4 separate regions of the Sus scrofa genome follow, and all the other regions are linked to region 2. A link is a contact called in public HiChIP or PLAC-seq data. All regions are on one chromosome and are shown on one strand. The core of a region is the stretch at or near the end of the contact, and the rest is flanking DNA. Distances in the headings are between cores, read along the strand shown. Region 1 overlaps POLB (DNA polymerase beta). Region 2 overlaps AP3M2 (AP-3 complex subunit mu-2). Region 3 overlaps KAT6A (histone acetyltransferase KAT6A). Region 4 overlaps IKBKB (inhibitor of nuclear factor kappa B kinase subunit beta).

Region 1 (3,723 bases), core at 762-3,261, 190 kb after region 2:
GGCAGATCCTTAACCACTAGACTACCAGGGAACTCCTCATTGAGTTTTTAAAATTTTACACAGATAATGGAAAACTAGTTATCTTAGTGAAAGTTTAAGCTGCATATTTGTTTGCGTGTATATTCCAGGTTAAGAAAAATTAAGACCTCACTGGATTTCTAATTAGTTCCTTTTTTTTCTTTTATTTTTTTTTTTAACTTGTAGAAAAGCGGCATCTGTGATAGCAAAGTACCCACACAAAATAAAGAGTGGAGCAGAAGCTAAGAAACTGGTAAGTTTAGCAGGCAAGTTGATTGACGAGCTTGCACAGGTACCAATTTGATGGGTTTCCACAAAATGAAATTTGCCTCTGAAGCTACCTTGACCGCACAGGCAGATTTCGCTACTTTCTCAGAATCATATTAATGCCATTTCAGGCATGCTTTTTCAAACTCAAAGCGGGTTTTTTTGGAGGAGGGGCTGGATTTAAAAAAATTTTTAAAACATGTAATTACAGTTTTCTTCTCTACTTAACCATATATATATGTACTTATTCTCACACTGAATGTCACCTTTGGGTGTTAGTCCTCAAGAAGGGTGTGGTAACAGAGTGGTGCTGGCAGTCCCAGTTTCTAGAACTTTAGCCACATATCTTGGTAATTTGTATTAATATCACTAAGAATATCCTAGGAGAGTCTACCTACTGATAAAAGATTCTAAGTTCCTCGGAGTTGCCGTCTCGGCTCAGCAAAAATGAATCTGACTAGTATCCATGAGGACACAGGTTTGAGCCCTGGCCTTGCTCAGTGGGTTAAGGATCCAGCGTTGCTGTGAGCTGTGGTGTAGGTCACAGACACAGCTCGGATTTGGCATGGCTGTGGCTGTGGCCAGCAGCTACAGCTGTGATTCAGCCCTTAGCCTGGGAACTTCCATATGCCGTGGGTACGGCCCTAAAACGGCAATCAATCAGTCAGTCAGTCAATCAAAAGATTCTAAGTTCCTCAAGATTAAGGACCATATCCTATCCATCTTTTGTTGAGGAGGTCAAATTGACATGGCTTTTTGATTAGTCCACGTCCTGATTGTTACCACTTTCTGTTGTTCTTTACCCATTTGTGTTTCTTAAAAGTCCCTAGAATTTAGGTGTTAACATTCAGTTGTCTTTAATTTTCTCATGAACATCTTCAGAGTGTGAGCAATAACTGTCCTTCTATTTTCATCTTTCAGAGTCAGAACATTATCATAAATTTTATACGTCTTCTATTTAAGTGACAGATTATCCACAGTAATTATGTGCCTCATCTTCACCTTGAATTTATTATTCAGTACAAATTAAGCTCTGGTGTGTAGGTTTTAGATCCTTTGTACCACAAACAGTTCTCACCATCAGTGTATCCTCCCCAAATAGACGAGCCAAGCAAGTTCTAAATACATTAGGGCTTTTTGGTTGTTTTTTTTGCCACAGCTGTGGCATATGGAAGTGCCCCTGTCAGGGATTGAATCTGAGCCACAGCTGTGACCCAAGCCGCTGCAGTCAGATTCTTTCTTAACCCACTGTGCCACAACGGGAACTCCCTAAATGCATTAGAGTTTAATTCTGAGTTTCTGTCTTGGTCATCTGACCTAGTGTTAACCTTAGGAGCCATTCTGTTCCCTTTTTTATCATCATTGAATATCCTTTATGTTAATTGCAGATAGTCTGCTCATTTATTAGAGGCAAACTTCTGACAAGTTCTCATGCATTTCATCCCAAATCTGAGTTTATGGTATATCCTTAACAATACCACAGAAGGATCCAAAATTCCTTTTGCACAGGACTGGACTTAATATGAAATGTCATCATTATTCCTTTTCACAGTTATTTTAAAAACCACAGACCTACTTTCTGGCACATATGAGTGCTTCTCAATAGTCTAGAAATCTGAAATTTCCAGAATGAGTGTTTTGCCTTTTATTCCTTAATGTTAGGTGTAGAAACTACTCTAGGCTTAAATTGCTTTATGTATCTTATGTATTTTATGATACAGGAAATGAGAAACTCGAGCAGTTTCCCCTTTCTATTCTACTTCCTAAATTTTTTTGTTCATTCCCACATGGGATTGCTGTTTTCAAAGCTTGAGTGTGCGTTCAGGAGTCTTGAGACCCTCATTAAACATTAAATAAATCAAGAATACAGAAGGGTGCATTTAAGGCTACAAGACAGAACTGATACACGTTATGCATGTTGAACATTTAGCTGAAAAGAACCAGTAAACATGAAGAAAAGTTCATGCTTGCTAATAATCAGAGTCACAAATTCCAACAAGGTGCTGTATTGTGTCTACCAAATTATTAAATACAATAGTGCAGACAGAAATGTGGGGGAAAAACACTCATTTACTGTGATCAAAGTGTTGGTCAAAGCTTCTGTTGTAGAGCAGTGCTGCCAGTATGGTCAACATGAGCCACATTTGGCTAGTTGAAACGTGGCTAGGGTGACTGAGAAATTGAAGTGTTAATTTTTTTAATGTAAAGTTAAGTTGTCACATGTGGCTGGTTGCTTCCATGTGGGCCTGTGCAGTTTTAGAGCAGTGATTCTCAAGGTGTGGTACCCAGACCAGCAGCATCAGCATTGCCTGGGAACTTGTGAGAAACACACTGTTCATTCAGACACTCCAGGGTGGGACTTGGCATTCTGTGTTTTAAACTGTTCCCCAGGTGATGTGGTGTGTGCGAAAGCTTGCAAACATCATTCTAGAGGAATGTCACAACAGCATTTTTATAGTATCAAAAATTGGAAGCTATCTAAGTGTTCTGTAGGGTATTTGTTAAGTAAATTACAATACATTCATATATTAACACACTATGCAGCCATTAAAGATGTAGTTGTATTTATATATTGATACAGAAATTTGATCATGATGATTTTTAAGTTAAAGCACTTTACAAAGCAGTATGATTCTGTTTTTGTAAGAAAAAAGTAGGGGTGTGTTTGTGTATATATATATGTATGTATATGAATGCACACACAACTGCTTATGTGTGTATGTATAGAACGACTTCAAAAAAGAAGTCACTGTGTAGCAGATGTTAAGTGGCGAGGTTATAGGTTATTTTAATTTTCAGGGTGATGAAATCAAGTGATTTTAATATTTTTCTTTTTGTGATTGTATGTTTTCTAATTTTTCTATAAGAAAAGTTAATTTTTAAAAAGCAAGAGTCGGAGTTCCCGTCGTGGCTCAGTGGTTAACGAATCCAACTAGGAACCATGAGGTTGCGGGTTTAATCCCTGGCCTTGCTCAGTGGGTTAAGGATCCGGCATTGCCATGAGCTGTGGTGTAGGTCGCAGACACAGCTTGGATCCTGAGTTGCTGTGGCTCCGGCGTAGGCTGGCGGCTGCAGCTCTGATTAGACCCCTAGCCTGGGAACTTCCATGTGCCGCAGGAGCAGCACAAGAAATGGCAAAAAAAAAAAAAAGACAAAGCAAGAGTCATTTATAACTATCTTATTAAAGCTTCTCACTCACCAATCATTCAAACATTTTGTCTTTGGGAAAATATATATGTATATGTATATTTTTTTGTCTTTTGTCTCTTTTAGGTGCCATACCCGCAGTATATAGAGGTTCCCAGGCTAGGGGTAGAATCAGAACTACAGCTGCTGGCCTACACCACAGCCACAGAAACGTGGAATCTGAGCTGCATCTGTGACTTTCACTTCAGCTCATGGTGACGCCAGATCCTTAACCAGCTGAGCGAGGCCAAG
Region 2 (4,190 bases), core at 1,235-3,734:
AGATGTCGCCAAATACATGAAGCTTTTCCATGTTCTCTGAAGCCTCGGTGCAGGGAGGCAATGTACAACGGAGACAACAGAAACCACAAGGCATGGTCTTTTTTTCTCAAGGAGCTTCCAGTCCAGATGAAAAAACAGACACTCAGAAATTAAGTAGAATTTTAAATGGATATGATCCAGACAATAGTAAAGATAACTGGGAGTTCCCCTGTAATGCAGTGGGTTAAGGAGACTCGGCTGCAGCGGCTCAGGTTGCTGCAGAGGCATGGGTTCAATCCCCAGCAGATACAGTGGGTTAAGGATCAGGCATTGCCACAGTTGTGGCACAGGTTGCAGCTGCCACTCGAATTCAGTCCCTGGCGTAGAAACTTTCATATGCTGCAGGTGTGGCAAAAAAAGAAGAACAAATAATAGTAAAAATAACTGGACAATATATCATTAATGGACAAACGAGATGGCTGATAATCTCCCTTTGGGATTCTGGGGAGGGATACTTCAGGCTCCTGCAGTAGCAGAAGACTTGAGTCTAGCAGAGATGGGTGAGAGGGTTGGGCTACTGGACAGACAGAGGGGTTTTGAATGGCTGGCATTAACTTTGCTTCTCATGTTTTTAGAGTTGTACATTTGCAAAATCCTGAGGCTCTTGGACTGAAAAAGACCTTCCTCTCCCACCTACGGTCTCCACCATGATTCATAGCCTTTTCTTGATCAACTCCTCTGGAGATATTTTCTTGGAGAAACACTGGAAAAGTGTGGTGAGCCGTTCTGTTTGTGATTACTTTTTTGAGGCGCAAGAGCGAGCAACTGAGGCGGAAAATGTCCCTCCAGTTATTCCCACCCCTCACCACTATCTCTTAAGTGTTTACCGTCACAAGATCTTTTTCGTGGCTGTGATCCAGACGGAGGTCCCGCCTCTGTTTGTCATTGAGTTCCTTCATCGAGTAGTGGACACATTTCAGGTGTGTAACTATGAGGAGGGTCATCCATGTATGTTATCGTGTCTTTATAGTTCTGTTTCCATCGTTTTCATCTTCCATGAGAGAACTTTACAAAAATAAAACTCTGGGAGTTCCCACTGTGGCTCAGTGGGTTGCAAACCTGACTGGTATCCATGAGTATGTGGGTTTGATCCCTGGCCTCACTCATTGGGTTAAGGATCCAACGGTGTCTCGAGCTGTGGTGTAGGTAACAGATGTGGCTTGGGTCTGGCGTTGCTGTGTTTTAAGTCTGCAGCTCCGATTCAACCCCTGGCCCAATTCCATATGCCACAAGCATGGCCCCAAAAAGCAAAAAAACAAAACAAAACAAAACAAAAAACCTCTGCCATTGCTCACTTCGTCTCCCATCTGGTAAGTTTCTTGTTTCCCTTTATTGGCTTGGTTGCAGTTAAGAATGACAAATCAGGGAGTTGCCTGGTGGCTCAGTGTGTTAAGGATCCAGTGTTGTCACTGCTGTGGTGCAGGTTCCATCCCTGGCCCTGGATGCCATGGGCATGGCAAAAAAAATGAATTAATTAATTAAATGACAAATTGTATACTTTTGAACCTGTTGCAGGAGAAAGCTACCATACTTGCTCTGATTGTGTACAGTCATTTCAGTTCTAGAGACTGAAATTGTCCTACTTTTTGTCCACAAATCTAAGGAATTTAGTTTTTTTTTTATGGTGGACTTGATATTAACCATTGTTTTGAGTTGCATCAAAAAGTGATGAGTGTGTAAAGATATGTATATATGATTTAAGTAGAAAAACTTCACTCTCCCCGCCAGGGGTTAGTTCATGAACTCATACTTTATCCCAAATTTGGGGGCTTATCCTCAGCATACAGTTACTAGCGAGGGGCTCTTTGTGCAAACTTAAGGTTAGGAAATCTTGTGTACCTATGAAAATTTTTAGTGACACATTTTCCAAGCTCCAGTTTTCATTTGAGTTTTTCTTTCAGGAATAGATTTGAAGATCTTAGGGAGTGACATCCCACACCAGGATGCCAGCATTGTTTATAGCACAGGATTTTAGGGTATCAGACTCTTGATTTACACAAGGGAATCCTCTCCCTAAAAGAGTTGCTCAACTCCTAACGGTTGTGGTTATTTGCACAACTCAGTGATAAATGAGAATCAAGGGCCCTTTGGTTTAACTTCTGTGTCATGTGAGGTCTGGAACCAGTCACATGAAATTGTGGGATTGGAGAAGAGAATGAGGACCCAGACATTATGATAAAACCTAAAAAGCAAGTCAAAGAGTCCTTTTATTTGCCCTCATATAGAGATCACATGTTTAGAACAGTTTTCATCCCCAAAGAATTAATATATATATAAAAAAATTTTTTTCCCCACATTTGTCCTAGTAGTACAATTCTGGAATTCCAGTGGCATACTCATTCCTTCCCACAGGCAAAACTTGAGAGTGACAAACCCCAGGAGGAGGAAGAACCAGAACCAGCAGTTACCATCTTCCACCACGCGGGACACTTTCCCTGTTCTAATAGGAACAGGCTGCTCCTTAACTCCCCAGCCATGTTATGTAACTGATTACAAAGCAGAAGTGAGAAATGTTATTTAATCCCATCAAAACCTCAGAGGAATTGGGCCAAACAGCAAAGTGTCTAGTTTGGATGGCTGGGGCTTCAGAGCTATTTTTTCTGGCTATGCTCTCAGCACATGGAAGTTCCCAAGCCAGGGATCAGACCTGAGCTACAGCAGTGACAATGCTGGATCCTTAACCTGCTGAGCCATGGGGAACACCAGAGCTTGATATTTTTGAAGCACTGGTTACAAGTAAATGGACGCATCCTGATTTTAATGCCTCATTTGATGTGGGCTCTCTGGCTGTGTTACTCCTCTGGCACTGGACTGTGACACAAGAGTTCCTGCTGTAATTGCACATGCTTTTGATATTGCACCATGCCACGGTCAAAATGCTCCTTTTCTGATTGCTGACATATAAAATCATGTTGTGCCTTTATTTATTTATTTATTTATTTATTTATTTATTTATTTTTGGTCTTTTTAGGGCCATATGGAAGTTTCCAGGCTAGGGGTCGAATTGGAACTGTACCTGCCAACCTACACCACAGCTACAGCCACGCCTGATCTGAGCTGCACCTATGACCTACACCACAACTTACAGCAACACTGGATCTTTAACCCACTGAGCAAGGCCAGGGACTGAACCAGCATCCTTATGCATACTTGTCAGTTTCGTTACCGCTGAGCCACAACGGAAACTCCACGTTGTGCCTTTTTTATATATATAAAAAATTGAGGGATGTGTTTTATTTTTCAAATTTATTTTATTGGAGTCTAGCTGATTTACAATGTTGTGTTAATTTCTACAGTACAGCAAAGTGGCTCAGTTATACATATATGCAGTCTTTTTCATGTTCTTTTCCATGATGGTTTATCATAGGATGTTAACGATAGTTCCCTGTACTCTATAGTAGGACCTTGTTGTTTATCTGTTCTGTGTATAATAGCTTACATCTGCTCACCCCAAACTCCCAACCCCCCTCCACCGCCCCCCCTTACGCAGCCACAAGTCTGTTCTCTAGGCCTGAGTCTGTTTCTGTTCCGTAGATGGATTCATTTGTGCCATATTTTAGCTTCTACATGTAAGTGATATCGTATGGTATTTGTTTTTCTCTTTTTGACTTCACTTAGTATGAGACTCTTTAGTTCCATCCATGTTGCTGAAAATGGCTTTATTTCATTCTTTTTATGGCTGAGTAATATTTTATTATATATATGTACCACACCTTCATTCCTCTGTTGATGGACTTTTAGGTTATTTCTGTGTCTTGGCTGTTGTGAACAGTGCTGCAGTGAACATCTGAGTGCACGTATCTTTTGAATTATGGTTTTGTCTGGATATATGCCCAGGAGTGGAATCACAGGATCATATGGCAACTCTGTTTTTAGTGTTTGAGGAATCTCTATACTGTTTTCCATAGTGGCTGCATCAATTTACATTCCCATCAACAGTATAGGAGGGTTCCCTTTTCTCAAGTGAGGTGTTTTATTTATTTTTCAAAATAAAATCACTCTTGAGATGGAAATGTGTAACTGTTTTCCCCCTTCAATCCTTTTTTTTTTTTTTTTTTTTTAAATTTATGGCTGCACCCACAGCATATGGAAGTTCCCAGGCTAGGGGTCGAATTGGAGCCTACACCAGCCACAGCAACACCAGATCCAAG
Region 3 (4,035 bases), core at 1,427-3,926, 160 kb before region 2:
TTCTCTTGAATTTTGGATTTACGTCCAGGTTTAGGAAGGGGGACAACGGGCTCAACAACGCATTCTTGAGCAGACACGGGCACCATCTCCCGACTCAACTTGAGTCCTGGCTTGCGACCAGGTCTCTTCTTCCAGTGCACTGGCTTGCGGCTCTTGCCTTTGGGCCACCCCTTCTTCTTTTTCATGGGCGTGGATGTATCTGGCTCCAGAGGAGAATCCTTCACATCACATTTTCTCAATAGAGATACTGGCTTTAGGATAGGAGTGTCTGCACAGGAGGGATTAAAAAAAAAAAAAAAAAGATTACAGGATCTTGTGAGATAACCCATACAAGAGAAATGAGTAATCATCCCAAACTCCTGATTATCTTCATTTTCAGGTTAAGAAAATCTCAGGAAAAACCTAATTACTGAGATCTTCTCAAGTCACATAATGGAACTGACAGAACAATGAAAGAATCCTACCCACTAACTAGTTCAAGGCAGTGCAAGTTTATCACTACCAACCGTATAGCTTTGGGAAGTTACTCTAAGATTCAGTTTCGTATCTAGAAAACGGAGATAAGCTTTACAAAGATGCATATACTAAACAGTCCTTATAGCTACTTCATGTATTTATTTATTTATGGCTGCACCCTGGGCATATGGAAGTACCCAGGCCAGGGACGGAATCTGAGCAGCTGCTGCAACCTACGCCTCAGCTGTTGTGGGATCCTTTAACCCACTGAGCCACCCAGGGACTGAATGCATGCCGCTGCAGCAACCCCTGCCACTGCAGTTGGTGCAGTTGGATTCTTTTTTTTTTTTAAGGGCTGTACCCACGGCATATGGAAGGTCCCAGGCTTGAGGTCGAATTGGAGCTGTAGCTGCCATCCTACATCACAGGCACAGCAATGCCAGATCCAAGCTGCATCTGCAACCTACACCACAGCTCACCGCAATGCCAGATCCTTAACCCACGGAGCAAGGCCAGGGACTGAACCTGTGTCCCCATGGATACTAGTTAGGTTTGTTACTGCTGGATTCTTAACCCACTGCACCACTGTGGGAACTCCCTTACAACTACTGTAGACAAGCTGTCTTTGCTGTTTAAATTACAAATCAGCTCATTGCTTTTTTTTTTTTTCTGTTCGCCATTTGTATTACTGCTCTGGGTTTCTTAGTTTCTACCAAAATCATTATTTCAGGTAATATCGTAAGCCAATGATTCTAGGCCACGACTGAACAATCCCACATTGTTCCCAACCAAAGTGTTTGTACAGGAATAGCTGCAAGGCATGTAGTCCTGGACAAATACTGACCTGAAGCAAAAGTTAAAGTACCAATGACAATGGTTTATCAGAAATAAATTTGATATCAGCATTATATTCTCATTAATTTTTTCTACTTCTAAAAACTGGAGTATCATATATATTCATATATGAATGAATATATGCACAGCATATAAAGTTCACCATTTTAACCATTTTTAGATACTACAGTTTGGTGTGGAATTAAGTACATTCACATTTCCCATTACTTTTTAAAGGGAAGAACACCAATGTAAGAATGGAATTTTGGGGAGTGCAGGGGGGAACCAGTGGGACTAAAAGGTATAGTTAGCAGTAATAACCTGAAAACAAAGGTAATGGCTACTTTAGAGAAAACTTTGTCCAACAGGAACTTAGAGATTATTTTAATCTGCAATGATCCAAGATAGAATTTTAATAAAGTGCCACATTTTTTACAATATCAATTTTTAGTTCTATATCTCAAAATGTAATTCTGGAAAATCATTCAGAATAAAGCAAAAAATTTATTCATCTTATCACTACATTAAAAGTACATAAAAATATAAGACTGGAGAAAATGCTAGATTTGAAATTGAATTTATTTTTAAAAGGAGAATAAAAGCTCAACTAGTTGGTACATAAAAGCTACAGATTTATGTACCAAGCAAAGCAAAGCAGCTCAGTTTGAGCCCATCAAGGCAATCACTGCAGACAGAGGCAGAGTGACACAGGGGCAAAAACTTCAGGCTAAGATGCGAATGACTAGTTTGAGACCCAAGTCATATATGAGCTCATTTTTTAATCTCTAAAGAGGAAATGACAAGGCTAATCACTGGATTTTTAGCTATGCCATAAAATTTAACTTATTTTTAGGTACAGTTACCTTTCATTAGAAATTTACTAATAAATATCTATTATACTACTAGCTAAGACATAATAGAAATATGATTCAGGAACAGATTTGAAGTGAGTCCAAACTGACATGTATCTGACCTTATTTAAGAACTACCTTCTAAGCACCTATTTATTTAACAATATTTACTGAGTGCCTCTTTTAAGCATTCAGCATACATAATTAGCAAAACACACTGTGTCTATAGACTGCACATTCTAGGAAAGGGTTATTAATTAGATATTTTCCTTATGCTAAGTCTAATCTACCCATTAACAAATGATTCAGATAACGGCTGAGAGAAAATTAGGCAAAAAAGAACAATTTCCTAACAGCAAGATATTTTCTACAGAGGCAAAAAAGGTTGTAAGTTGAAGGAGGAACTAGGAAAAAGCATTTTTATAAAAGGACAAAGAACTGAAAAAGAAAATGAGAATGAATACACTTCCTACAACTCTTTAGAAGCTACAAGCTGTCCTGCACATGCCCAGTGGGTCATGTCTGTCTTCAGCCCTTTCTGTTGCAAGAGAACTGCAATAAGCAACAGGTCTGTGAAACATACCATCAACATCGTCTGACTCTTCGTCATCGTCTTCATCTTTTGACTTCCTCTTAGAAGCAGATCGACACCTGAGAACATCTTGGGAGGACAAGCGACGGAAGTACCCTCTAGAGAAGAGCTCATTCTCATCCTCTTCCTCCTCCTCGTCAATCTCAAATGTGGGTTCTAACCTTGGCATCGGCCTTTCCGAGTCAGAGTCTTCAAAAGGCTCGTCTAATACCTCTGTGGTCTCAGAAATGGTCTCTGTGACCACACTGCTATTGTGGTGTTTGCGCTTTCGGACTCGCCTTCTTCGGTGAAGAATTGGTTTCTATTTAAAAGAGAAAGAAAGCATTTTATTGACAGTAATGAATGCTATCATTTCCACTAATAACACAATTAATAGTTTTTAAACCTAATAGGATTAACACATATAAAATGAGGATGCTGTTTGCCAAAAGACATTTTGAATGTTATTTCAAAATACTAGAGTAAGATACTATACCTAAAGTATCACAGACACAAATTATCACTGAATACAACTTTGTAAAAAAATAGAGACAGGCGCACCCAAAGAGCAGGTATTACTAACAGTTCCATTAATTTTAACACCCTAGGGAGCTGCTTATTTCAATACTGAAATGACACAGAGCCTAGTCCCTTAAATTCTCTTTCCACAAAAGAAAACAAAACAAAACAAAACAAAACAAAACAAAACAAAACACTTTGTCTCACAGCTCTACTGTGCAGGTCAGCAGAACCATTAGGAATGCTGTACACTGTTTTCAGGAGCTATCCACAAAGAGTCACAGAGCAGCGTGGGAATTCAGAGTCAGTACAGATTTCCTTGGTATTGGTGAGAATTTCAAAAGTAAAATAAATCTGTTATTGGAATTTGGCACATTAGACACAACTGTGTACTAGGGTTGATTTAACACCTTAGATCATATAATATTAGATATCACATCACCAAAACTGATCTACTTCAATCACCTCATTCTAGAGAGGCCAGAGAAGTTATAGGACCTGCTTTAAGGTCATATCCAGTCAGTATAGAAATGGCTGTAAAATAGCTTGACTCCGAGTCAAGTGAATTTTTTCAAAACTTCATGTCCGAGTATCTTATACATGATCTCACTGCCTATTATAATACTGTTTTTTTTTTTTTTTTTTTTTTCTTTTAAAGACCAAACCTGTGGGCTGGGAAATTCCTGGGCTAGGGGTCAAACCAGGGGTACAGCTGAGGCCTACGCCACAGCTACACCAACACCAGATCTGAGCCACATCGGAGATCTATGCCACAGCTTGTGGCAACACTGGATCCTTAACCCA
Region 4 (3,798 bases), core at 487-2,986, 140 kb after region 2:
GCACTGGCTCTATAGTGATGAGGCCAAAACCCTCAGATCGTGAGTCCAAACACCTTCCTCCCTCGGGTTGTCAGAGCCGCTCGAGTCCTGCAGTGTCGGCCTGGCTGCCATCCCCATCAGGACACTTTCTCCCAGATGTGGCCACTCAGGGTCACACAGTGGGACAGGAAGGGACTGGCTGAGCCACCTGTGAGCCAGGCTGGCGCTCCAGAGCCGCCGCTGACTCAGCTTCTGGACCTTGTTCTCTTCCTCCCACCCCGTCCACGTCTCTTTACCAGAACACACCCTGCAGGGGGTGCTGAGGGACGGTGGCATGTCCACCTCCCCATTGATACTGGAGCTTACAGGATCCCCACCTGCTCTTACATGTAACCTCGTGTGATTTTCAGCAGCTCTGTGGCCTTGGTAAAAGAGATAGGGGAGGGAGCTCCTATCATGGCTCAGTGGAAACGAATCTCACTAGCATCCATGAGGGTGCAGGTTTGATCTCTGGCCTCACTCAGTGGGTTAAGGATCTGGAGTTGCTGTGAGCTGTGGTGTAGGTCACAGATGCCCCTCAGATCTGGCCTTGCTGTGGCTGTGGTGTAGACTGGCAGCTACAGCTCCAATTCCACCCCTAGCCTGGGAACCTCCATATGCTGCAGGTGTGGCCCTAATAAAAAAAGAAAAAAAATAAAAGAGATAGGAGAGCTCCCACTGTGACACAATGGTATTGGAAGTGCCTTTTTTTTTTTTTTTTTTTTTTTGTCTTTTTGTCTTTTTAGGGCCACACCCACAGGCATATGGACGTTCCCAGCTAGGGGTCTAATCGGAGCTGTAGCCTCCAGCCTACACCACAGCTACAGCAACGCCAGATCTGAGCCACATCTGTGACCTACACCACAGCTTATGGTAGCGCCAGATCCTTGACCTGCTGAGCGAGACTAGGGATCACAACCTCATGGTTCCTAGTCAGATTCATTTCCGATGTGCCACGATGCAAACTCCAGCAGTGTCTTTTCAACGCTGGGACACGGGTTCCATCCGTGGCCCAACACAGTGGGTTAAGGATCCCGGCGCAGCTTCAGCTTAGGTTACAACTACAGCTCAAATCTGATCCCTGGCCTCGTAACTCCATCTGCAGCAGGGTGTCCAAAAAAGAAAAAAAAAAAAAATAGGATCCCCGTGAAGGGTGGTTCCCTGGCCTCATGGCTGCAGTGACAGAGCTAGGGGACCGCCTGTGTGGAACCAACTGCAGCCCCTCCCTGTCTGTGAAAGGAATCGTGCCTCAGAGCACAAGGGACAAGTTGGAAAGCTCTGGGCACAAGTTGGTTTTGTCCTGAAAAGAGGTTGCCCTATCCTCTGTCTGCCCTCACCTTTCACTCCAGAAGGAAGTTCTCAAGATTGGGGGAGGGGGTGGGGGTCAGGATAGCTGGGCGTTTCTTCCATCCTCACACAAGTTTCCCGGACCCAGAGTCCTGTGCTGCTCCCATTACTCTTCTGGCCCCTTCCGCCCTCTTTTTCTAAAGGAAACTTTCCATGAGGGCTCATCAGCGTGGGTGGCCCTTCCGTCCCGGGAGGTGGGCAAGTCTGGGGAGCGTCAGGCAGGATGTGAGCAGGGTCACCGGTCACCGGCTCAACCCACAGGCCAGGCCTGATAAGAGCCGAGAAATGGGGAACCTGACAGCGCTTCGATTCTCCTTTATTTTTCTGACCTATGACAGCCATCCGATTACTAACTGTAGCTATTTAGGGACATGAAGCTGTGTCATTGTAGTTGCAACGACAGTTGTCAGAGGACAGCGTGGGAGGTGGGTGGGCTGGCGTCAGATTACGGAGGCAGAGGGTTTCAGACGTTATCTCGGAGCCAGCCCGCCAGGGAAGAGGCTGATCCAGACTTTGGCATGGTTGCCGTGGCACAGGGTACAGGATGATGAGGACAGGGGTGGGAGGGCAGGCAGCAATGGTACCCTCTTGGGGCCTCTGTCCATGTGGCCACTGGAGGGCCCTGGGCGCTGGAGATCTGTCCTCTTTGTCTTCCAAGTGAGGTCGCCCATTATTCCCTCGTCCAGAAAGTTCAGAACCTATACTCCTGGTCTGGAGAGACACGCTTGGCCAGCACGTGAGCCGGGTGAAGGAGTGAGGTGTGTGTGCCTGGCGCAGGGAACAGCTCGCACACGAGCCCGGGTGTGGGTGTTAGTACGTCGGCCCACTTCAGTGGGGAGTTTCTTTTCTGAACTTGAAGCTGGCCTCCAGCAGCAGAATTGAGCTCCTCGATAAGCTGCTAGGGGAGTTCCCGTTGTGGCTCAGTGGGTTATAAACCCAACTAGATCTGTGAGGATGCAGGTTCAATTCCTGGCCTCACTCAGTGGTTGAAGGATCTGGCATTGCCGGGAGCTGCGGTGTAGATAACAGTGCTTGGGTCCCGTGTTGCTGGCAGCTGCAGCTCCGATTCAGCCCCTAGCCCAGGAACTTCCATATGCTGCAGGTGTGGTCCTTAAGAAACAGAAAAAAAAAAAAAAAAAAAAAAAAAAAAAAAAAAAAAGCTGCCAGGGCCAGGAAGGCACAGGGGCTGTGTTTGGATATGAGCTTCAGATGGACACTGGACACGCATTGTAGGGCCATGCCCCAGCGCGGCTGTAGAGCAGAGGGATGGCTGGACCACTCCTGCCCAGCTTCCTTGCCTGTGAAACAGAAATGCCACTGGCGCTTGCCTTGGAGGTGTCGGGGAGGGAGGTGAAGCGAGACACGGCGGCTTCCCTGAGCCCATCCGTGCAGCTCTGCCTGGTGCCCGCTGCCTGGTCCACATCGGGGAAGGGGTCGGCAGAGGTGTTGGGTGGCTCCTGTGGGCTCCCGGGGGCACTGGCCCAGCCAGGACTGAGCTCACACGGGCAGGCCTGCCTCCCTCAGGCCCACAGCACAGCTGAGAAGGGCCCCTTCTTAGAGTAACTCAGGGCAGTGTGCGCCCACGAGCATCTCCAGAAGCTCTCAGACCTGCTTCCTCCTGCCCCGCCTGGGCTGACCCGCCTGTCCTGCCACCCAGCTGCCTATGCGCCCAGGTACCCAAGACCCAGGGCCCAGGCCGCACTCAGATGGCCTCAGCTGGTGAAAGGCACTGGCTGGTGTCCTGGTGGCTGGTGACCCCTCACTCTGACACCTTTGTCCCCTCTTGACAGTACTTGAATCAGTTCGAGAACTGTTGTGGCCTGCGGGAAGGAGCCATCCTCACCTTGCTGAGTGACATCGGTAAGTCGCAGCTGGTGGCTGGAGCGGGGGCGGGGGCGGGGGGGATGACTGGCCCTCTGACCTTTGCAGAGGTGGGGTTGGCAGGGATCAACAGGGCCTAGTCTGGCAGGCGCTAAACTCAAATAGGTTTCCCTTCCTTCCGGACCGAGTCACAAACTGAATTAGGATGAATGTAGAACAACAGATTTCCTTTCCCATTAAAAAGCTCCACTCCCTACTTTCCCGGAACGGCCAGCACCGGCAACGGGAGTAGCTTGTCATTTGAGTGAATTTCATTGCTTGGCAGCGAGTTTTTCCACTTCCCCACGGGCAGTTCTTTTGCCAGCCACAGGCCTGAGGAAAACAAACCTTGTTTAACCCTTGGATGCCGACGGTCACCTCTGAGGAGAGTGTCGGGGGCCCTCTGAGAAGGCCCAGCTGGTGGCCCAAGTACCTTGGGGAGAGGGAGGGAGGCTGACCTCAACCTGCAGGGGTCAGATGCCACCTCCCCGACCCTAGCACCTGCTTTCTGTTGGTAAATCTTCAGGGTTGTTGGTGCAGGGTAGGAATCTGAGCTCTAAGGTTGGAGTTGAG

The links. HiChIP or PLAC-seq counts read pairs in DNA pulled down with a chosen protein or histone mark.
Region 1: a contact with region 2 is called in an H3K27ac HiChIP or PLAC-seq map of alveolar macrophages. The contact joins two enhancer-like sites. A contact is called at or near these places in 2 of 5 promoter capture datasets (fetal liver and liver), 1 of 47 Hi-C or Micro-C datasets (fetal skeletal muscle) and 1 of 2 datasets of contacts at active chromatin or transcription factors (alveolar macrophages).
Region 3: a contact with region 2 is called in an H3K27ac HiChIP or PLAC-seq map of alveolar macrophages. The contact joins two enhancer-like sites. A contact is called at or near these places in 6 of 47 Hi-C or Micro-C datasets (blood, brain, embryonic fibroblasts and 3 more) and 2 of 2 datasets of contacts at active chromatin or transcription factors (alveolar macrophages and skeletal muscle).
Region 4: an H3K27ac HiChIP or PLAC-seq map of alveolar macrophages shows a contact between it and region 2. The contact joins two enhancer-like sites. A contact is called at or near these places in 1 of 47 Hi-C or Micro-C datasets (epiblast stem cells) and 1 of 2 datasets of contacts at active chromatin or transcription factors (alveolar macrophages).

The regions. Positions count from the first base shown.
Region 1 is chr17:11,360,715-11,364,437 of Sscrofa11.1, forward strand. POLB (DNA polymerase beta) reads left to right here. Exons shown (of 15, transcript XM_021078254.1): 3 at 205-271. Among named protein-coding and RNA genes, the nearest start is that of POLB, 6.4 kb to the left of the region's middle. Within about 2 kb of position 2,012, at least 3 of the 83 cell types and tissues checked have an H3K27ac peak or open chromatin away from gene starts, as enhancers often do. A contact at or near this core is called in alveolar macrophages, where this site is marked.
Region 2 is chr17:11,168,262-11,172,451 of Sscrofa11.1, forward strand. AP3M2 (AP-3 complex subunit mu-2) reads left to right here. Exons shown (of 9, transcript XM_021077742.1): 2 at 615-755. The coding sequence starts at 687. Among named protein-coding and RNA genes, the nearest start is that of AP3M2, 3.2 kb to the left of the region's middle. Within about 2 kb of position 2,485, at least 3 of the 83 cell types and tissues checked have an H3K27ac peak or open chromatin away from gene starts, as enhancers often do. A contact at or near this core is called in alveolar macrophages, where this site is marked.
Region 3 is chr17:11,007,890-11,011,924 of Sscrofa11.1, forward strand. It overlaps KAT6A (histone acetyltransferase KAT6A), which reads right to left. Exons shown (of 20, transcript XM_021078038.1): 17 at 2,725-3,034; 18 at 1-268. Among named protein-coding and RNA genes, the nearest start is that of ANK1, 25 kb to the left of the region's middle. Within about 2 kb of position 2,677, at least 3 of the 83 cell types and tissues checked have an H3K27ac peak or open chromatin away from gene starts, as enhancers often do. A contact at or near this core is called in alveolar macrophages, where this site is marked.
Region 4 is chr17:11,306,350-11,310,147 of Sscrofa11.1, forward strand. IKBKB (inhibitor of nuclear factor kappa B kinase subunit beta) reads left to right here. Exons shown (of 21, transcript NM_001099935.1): 4 at 3,156-3,225. Among named protein-coding and RNA genes, the nearest start is that of IKBKB, 18 kb to the left of the region's middle. Within about 2 kb of position 1,737, at least 20 of the 83 cell types and tissues checked have an H3K27ac peak or open chromatin away from gene starts, as enhancers often do. A contact at or near this core is called in alveolar macrophages, where this site is marked.